2 separate regions of the Hordeum vulgare genome follow, and region 2 is linked to region 1. A link is a contact called in public Hi-C data. All regions are on one chromosome and are shown on one strand. The core of a region is the stretch at or near the end of the contact, and the rest is flanking DNA. Distances in the headings are between cores, read along the strand shown. Region 1 has its middle 5.7 kb from the start of LOC123452268. Region 2 holds the start of LOC123452270 (senescence-specific cysteine protease SAG39-like).

Evidence for each region. Hi-C and Micro-C count contacts between places; a contact is called where the count stands out from the background.
Region 2: a Hi-C map of leaf shows a contact between it and region 1, with 2.9 times the contacts expected there. The contact joins the promoter of LOC123452270 here to the enhancer-like site in region 1. A contact is called at or near these places in 2 of 6 Hi-C or Micro-C datasets (leaf and seedling).

What each region holds. Positions count from the first base shown.
Region 1 is chr5H:527,904,159-527,908,128 of MorexV3_pseudomolecules_assembly, forward strand. No RefSeq gene overlaps it. Among protein-coding and RNA genes, the nearest start is that of LOC123452268, 5.7 kb to the left of the region's middle. Within about 2 kb of position 2,298, at least 2 of the 3 cell types and tissues checked have open chromatin away from gene starts, as enhancers often do. A contact at or near this core is called in leaf, where this site is marked.
Region 2 is chr5H:528,055,143-528,059,112 of MorexV3_pseudomolecules_assembly, forward strand. It overlaps LOC123452270 (senescence-specific cysteine protease SAG39-like), which reads left to right and starts at 1,992. Exons shown (of 2, transcript XM_045128902.1): 1 at 1,992-2,550; 2 at 3,027-3,970. The coding sequence starts at 2,082. The coding sequence ends at 3,607.

The DNA of each region.
Region 1 (3,970 bases), core at 1,048-3,547:
TTGGATTTGAGGAAGCCCCAATGGAGCATGCAATGTACATGAGAGGTGAGGGAAGGGATCGTCTACTAGTTGGCATCTATGACGACGATCTATTGATAAGTGGAGCTGACGAAGACGTGATTGCAAACTTCAAGCTACAAATGAAGGAGCTATTCAAGATGACTGATCTAGAGCTCTTGTGTTACTACCTTGGGATCGAGGTACAACAAAAGCCGGAGGAGATCACATTATGCCAAGAGGCATATGCAAAGAAGATACTTGAAAGCTGTGGCATTAAAGATTGCAATCCAAGTCATGTTCCAATGAAGCCGCATCTTATACTAAGCAAGAAAAGTGAAGCACCTGCGGTTGATGCAACGGAGTATAGAAGTGTGGTCCGAAAGTTGAGGTATCTCACGAATACAAGATCGGATTTGGCCCATTCCGTTGGCATATTGAGTCGCTTCATGGAAGCACCCACGACAAAACAATGGGCAGTTGTGGAAAATATACTCAGGTACATCAATGGGACAACAAACTTCTGTTGTGTCTATTTGAGAGAGAAGAAGAAGAAGATGGTGGAGCTACTGGGCTATAGTGATAGCGACATGTCAGGAGATGTGGACGACCTTAAAGGTACCTTGGGCGTGATATATTTCTTGGAAGAAAATATAGCGAGTTGGCTATCACAAAAGTAGAAAATGGTCGCATTATCCTCACGTGAAGAAGAGGATATTGCAGCTGCAACCGCGGTGTGTCAAGGTGTGTGCATAGGAATAATACTCGGTGACCTCACATGTAAGGAATGGGAACGAGTGGTGCTCAACATTGACGACAAGTCTACAATCTCTCTGTGGAAGAATCAAGTGTGTCATGATAGACGCAAAGACATCGATACAAGGTATCGGTACCTACGGAAGTGCGTGGAAGAAAGCAAGATTGACGTCAACTATGTTTGCACCAACGACCAGCTTGCAGATATCCTACCAGATCTTTGGGCAGACAGAAGTTCCTGAAGATGCGCGAAGGATCGGCGTCTAAGCTGTAAAGTGAGGACATCGTGTTTAGGAGGGTGATTGTTGGAATTAACCACGACGACGTGTTTGGCTTGGACTCGTAACCATCACCGAGTAGGACTTGTAGTTGGCTAGGTTAGCTACTATATAATTCTATGTACCCCTTGTAATTGAACTAGATTGAAATCAAAGCAATACAAACATCATGATCGATACGGTCCTGTGGCCAACTCGTCGTCTCCTGTGCTTAGTATCGCGTGTGCTTCGGCGAGAGAGTTTGAGCGATGCCGGCGACTTGACCTGGCAAGCGTGCAAGATAGCAAGATACAAAAAGCATCGAGCAGCCTGCTTGCTAGCTTAGGTTAGTTGTACGTGGGTGTGGGCATCTTCCGTCCATCCGGCGGCTCGGAAAGTAATCGAGCTACGTCGCTGCGTATTGCCGGAAAGTATTTGACAACATCGTCGTTGAGGTCGAGACCTGTACCAACAACCATGAGACAAAGTGGGAGTGACATTTGCATTGAATAACCTTTAACTAGTGATTTCACCAAAAACCTTGCTGACAGTTGCTAGATTCGTTCGTGGGCCATGGCCAAATAGTATCTACTCCCTCTCACGCGCTCTCGCTCGCTCATGAGTTTGCTGGGTTTTTTTCGTTCGCTATTTCCTACTATACTAACATGACAACCTGTTTTTACGTAGTTAAAATAAAAAAATTGTGCACACCAATTTAATTTTTTCAAACGAATTCCAAAAAATCAAGCAATTTGCATAAAGTTCACGAGTTTGAAAAAATGGCTTAAAATTAAGGAATTGGAAAGAAAATGTAGTGGAATCAAACAAAGAATATGGATTTGATTTTTTTTGTCAGTTTGCAAAAATATTCAAGGATTTTTTAAAAAAATCATGGATTTGAAAGAAAAAAGGTGTATTTGAAACGGATGTTCCTGAAGTTTTAAAACATGCAAATTCGAAAAATCATCATTTTGAAACAAAGATCATGGATTTCACAAAAGTATGCGGATTTAGAAAAATGATCACGGACTTGAAAGATGTTCATGAATTTGAAAATACACAGATATTTAAAAAGTTCGTGGACCTGAAAAATGTTCATGAAAAAAATGAAAACCAAAAGCATAAAGAAAAAAAAGAAAAATAGAACTAGCAAAACCAAGTGGAAATCCTATAGAAAAGAAAAAAGGAAAAAATGGACCAGAAACTTTCCTAAATTGGTACAGGGGCTTCTGGAACGCAAAACGCTTAGATGGGTCGGTCCAACTGCAAAAACAAGTGAAGGGGAGCGCATTTGCATGTATTCGACGCGTTAAGCGCCGAATAGGATTTGCACTATGGTTCCGTCCCATTAAATACATTAAGCACTGCAAGATTGGCAACCAATCAGCTATGTAACGTGACGCAAGCTGGTTGGTCGCAGTGAAAAAGCTTATAAGATACTTTTTAGATAAAGGTAAATATTTTTTAAATATTTTTTAGATGATGACACGTATTTTTTAAATGAAGGGTTATGCAAATTGGCGCTTGCCTATGATTTTTTTTTTGTTTTTTTAGATGGAGGTGAGGATTTTATTTTTCTGAGATGCTTTTTTAGATAGAAGGAAGGATCACATGTTTTTTTTAAATGACAACATGCACATGACTTTCAAGCGGCATTACAGCGGTGGCGCTCCAATCCCTAGTGAGAGCCAAATGTCGCTCTCCCGCATAGGATTTTCTCGCATGGGTCGAACTAATAAAAAGTCACGCCTCGTCCGCGTGGTCTAGCTGCCTCACCCGATTCCGTGTTTAACTTTTTTTGCTAGGCTTTTGTTGTTCCTCATGTGTTGTGACTGTTGTCTTCGAAAAAAAGGATACCAAATCTCTTTCTTAATTATAGTTTTGTTTGGTAAAATCACAATATTTTGTGGATTTAATAAGAAGTCCACAAATTAAAAAATGTCTGTGAATTTGAAAATAATGTTTGTGAATTTTTTAAATGTCTGTGCATATGAAAAAAATTCACAAAATTGCAAAAGTATTATTGGTTTAAAACATTTATTAATCTGAAACAATTGTTTGTAAATTTTAAAAATATTTAATCTTTAAAAATGATGTTTTTTAAAATGAAAAGGGAAAATAAAAAACGTCTTAATCTTTAAAAATGATGTTTTTTAAAATGAAAAGGGAAAATAAAAAACGTCGAAACCATGTAAGTTAAAGACCATCAATAAACACTAAAAGAAAAACATAAAACCAAAGGAACCATCTAAAAGGTGTCCCTGAAATCAGAATACCCACATGCAGTCTTTATGGGCTGCCCCGTTTTAAATTTGATTTGTGAGTTGCATATGTGTAAGCCTTTATTTGGTGCCATAACCCTTAAGTGCCAAATATAATTTTTTGCAGTGGTGCACTTGCTTCCGATGACTATTTTCTCGAGCAGGAGGGCCTGTGAGCTAGACTATTGATCACGGTATTTAAAAACGAGTGGTCTCTATTAAATCTAAGGAATGTGACTTATATGCTCCACCTCTAGTGTAATCTATTAGAACCTAGTGTTAGTAACAATATTTAGTGAAACTCATTTGGGCAAAACTGCCAATTCAAGGCATTTCTATTATGTTGTGTTGTGTATAAGTGTGGTTATTTGCATAGGTGGGTGTCTAACCTTAACCGTTCTTCACCGGACTATAGGTATATCAAATAGTACATTCAGACAAAGGTAGTCAAATGAGTCTTGGAGATTGAATAGAGGTGAGATGAAGAGTTGATAATGTATAACCTTAACCCACTAAATCTTGAAATGTCCCAGAGACTTATTTGGTTTGTATGGCGTGTGCAAAGATTTTGTTACCATGTGGATAGCTAACGAAAGAGGAGAAAAAATAATTGTTGTATTCCTCCTTATGGCATGAAAAAAGAGCAACACACGCTCAATCAAGCACCTCGTCTCACCACATGTGTGTGTGGTGCTTCAT
Region 2 (3,970 bases), core at 742-3,241, 150 kb after region 1:
GACCCGAGAGACTCCTCGGTCAATATCCAATAGCGGGACCTGGATGCCCATATTGGATCCTACACATTCTACGAAGATCTTATCGTTTGAACCTCAGTGCCAAGGATTCATATAATCCCGTATGTCATTCCCTTTGTCCTTCGGTATGTTACTTGCCCGAGATTCGATCGTTAGTATCCGCATACCTATTTCAATCTCGTTTACCGGCAAGTCTCTTTACTCGTTCCGTAATACAAGATCCCGCAACTTACGCTAAGTCACATTGCTTGCAAGGCTTGTGTGTGATGTTGTATAACCGAGTGGGCCCCGAGATACCTCTCCGTCACACGGAGTGACAAATCCCAGTCTTGATCCATACTAACTCAACGAACACCTTCGGAGATACCTGTAGAGCATCTTTATAGTCACCTAGTTACGTTGCGACGTTTGATACACACAAAGCATTCCTCCGGTGTCTGTGAGTTATATGATCTCATGGTCATAGGAACAAATACTTGACACGCAGAAAACAGTAGCAACAAAATGACACGATCAATATGCTACGTCTATTAGTCTGGGTCTAGTCCATCACATGATTCTCCTAATGATGTGATCCCGTTATCAAGTGACAACACTTGCCTATGGCCAGGAAACCTTGACCATCTTTGATCAACGAGCTAGTCAACTAGAGGCTTACTAGGGACAGTGTTTTGTCTATGTATCCACACAAGTATTGTGTTTCCAATCAATACAATTATAGCATGGATAATAAACGATTATCATGAACTAAGAAATATAATAATAACTAATTTATTATTGCCTCTAGGGCATATTTCCAACAGCATGTTCCTTTGAGTTAGGGTGCATGTGACATTCCACCTTAATAGAAATGATATACTACTTATGTCAACAAGGTGAGCAATGTTGGTATGTGAGGCTAGTATAGACCACATGTCGGCATGTACAACGACTAGAAACTTGTAGGTGCACTAGTGGGTTTGGCTCGGGCGTTACAGTAGCCAGGTAAATCGTGGTGTCATGTGTGCTCTCGTGTTCCATGAAGGTCGTTGGAGACGTGTAGTCTTGCAATTGCATGATTCACGTTAATTGGCTAGGCTATTGTCTTCTCCTTAACTAGTAGATTGGGAAGAACTCATCATAGCTTGGACAATTAGGACTTTTTATGGTGAAACCAACCCAATAGGTTTTAATTCCTAGACTTGGTATTGGTGGTCGTATTTTCTGGATTTATTTCAAGTCTTTCAGTGATGCGTGTTCAGTGAAAAAAGATTCGGGGCCTACACAGTCTTTTGAAGGTGTTTACAGAGATAAGGTGTGCGCATGTCTATGAACCGTGCTTAAAAATACTAGTCACTGAGGGCTATGCGCTTCAAATTCGGGAAAATGAATCAGTAATATACATGTTTGTGACAAAATTGTTCAATTGAAACAAAAAGTGCCAAGCCAAACAAAATATGTGGTCACAAACACTTGCAAAACTTGTTGGCAACATAGTCCGCAAAGTTTACTCGTGTGGCCGCAAATCAAACATACTTTTTGCATGCATATGCAAAGAGTTGCGCATGCGTGTGTGCCTGAATATGATGCTAGTGACTTGCTAAGGACCAGAGTCCTCATTAGCGCGTACTCCTTCCACTGCAACATGCACGACGTGAGGATTTGATCTCGATAACTAACACAATAATTTACATGTTGGGTTACCCAAAATTGTCTGGATTCTTCTTTAAAAACATCTTCTTCTTTTTGCTATTTCGTAATCATCACTTGCTCATAGGGTCAAAATTCACAATCAAAATACGTCATACGCGCAACTTGCAACGGAAGGCAGTAGCGTGCATGCACAGAGTGTGAAAGGACGTGTATGGGTGTGAGCGAGTGAGTGACGTCGTGAATGTGGTGCTAGTGTGGTCGTGTACATTTCCTTAATATGCACCTGAAAATCCCTGCCTAGCTTTCCTTCTATATAAACCCATGCCATCCTTGCAGCATTTGGGCAAGCGAGAAGTAGCTTAAGCAACACGTAGCCTTGCCACACACTCTGAGCTCTAGCTCTAGGCGCCGTACACTCCCACAGCCTAACCATGTCTCTGTCCACGTTAATCCTCGCACTCCTCGCCATGAGCAGCGCCGTGGCCGCTCCCCGTGCGCTGGCGGCGCGGCAGCTCGCCGGCGACGAAGCCATCACCGTCGAGGCTGCCATGGTGTCGAGGCACGAGAAGTGGATGGCGGAGCACGGGCGCACGTACGCGAACGAGGAGGAGAAGGCGCGGCGGCTGGAGGTATTCCGCGCCAACGCCAAGCTCATCGACTCGTTTAACTCCGCGGAGGACAGCACCCACCGGCTGGCTACCAACAGGTTCGCCGACCTCACCGACGAGGAGTTCCGCGCCGCGAGGACCGGCCTCCGGCGCCCGCCGGCGGCCGCGGCTGGCGCCGGGAGCGGCGCTGGGAGGTTCAGGTACGAGAACTTCAGCCTGGCCGACGCGGCCGGGAGCATGGATTGGAGGGCCATGGGCGCCGTCACCGGCGTCAAGGACCAAGGCTCTTGCGGTACGTACGATCAACACGACAACACTGTCATTGAGCCAAAGAAATAAAACACGACAACACTGTCATTGAGCAAAAAAAACACACGACAACACTGTCACGCACGCTACTGCAGATGCATCCATATATTAATTAAGCTACAGAACATTGCAAGCACCTGAACAATTACCACCTGAATCGAACTTTTTTAGATTTCTAAATAAAAATGTTGTAAGAGAATTTGCAAGTGACAACACGCGCGTACGGTCAAACGGGAAAGTAAAAAAATGACGTGAGATTCTACCGGGATGACCAGAGTCTACAAACAAGTCATGCGTGCACTTTTCGGTCAGCCCAGACAGCAAGAGGGTCAACGTTAACTTTACTTCAATGATTGGAGTAGAGTACATTCTTAATTGTTCATTTCCGACATGTCCTAAACTTAATTGGCTCTGTTTCATCGTCTAATCAAATAAGTGTGGGGTGACATCCATATGCAGGTTGCTGCTGGGCGTTCTCGGCGGTGGCGGCGGTGGAGGGGCTGACGAAGATCCGCACGGGGCGGCTGGTGTCGCTGTCGGAGCAGCAGCTGGTGGACTGCGACGTGTACGGCGACGACGAGGGCTGCGCCGGCGGCCTCATGGACAACGCCTTCGAGTACATGATCAACCGCGGCGGTCTGACCACGGAGTCGTCCTACCCGTACCGCGGCACGGACGGGTCGTGCCGCCGCTCGGCGTCGGCCGCGTCCATCCGGGGGTACGAGGACGTGCCGGCCAACAACGAGGCGGCGCTGATGGCGGCCGTGGCGCACCAGCCCGTGTCCGTGGCCATCAACGGCGGCGACAGCGTGTTCCGGTTCTACGACAGCGGCGTGCTGGGCGGGTCCGGCTGCGGCACGGAGCTCAACCACGCCATCACGGCGGTCGGGTACGGCACGGCGAGCGACGGCACCAAGTACTGGATCATGAAGAACTCGTGGGGCGGGTCGTGGGGCGAGGGCGGCTACGTCAGGATCCGCCGCGGTGTCCGCGGCGAGGGCGTCTGCGGCCTCGCCCAGCTCGCGTCTTACCCTGTCTAGCTAGCTGATTCGGTCAGTGGTGCACGTCACTGGCTGGCTGGCTACGCTACGCTATAAGCACCGTGCGTACCTGACACATCCATGGCTCATCCGATCGACTAAACTAGCTAGTACATAAATAATCTAAAATTAATTAAGATTGTATGTGTGTGTGTACATATAGATGTGTAGTAGTAGATGATAAATAGCTACTGTGACGACCCAAGCAAGTACAGTATGTGCGGGGTTGTTTGTATTGTATACGTAGCTGCGTCTGCATTTATCATGAAATCATGATGAATTTGTACAGATTGGCTTGTAGGAAGTTGTGACTACAGAACATGTATTGGGTTGCATATTTCACCGCAAAGGAAATATATATAC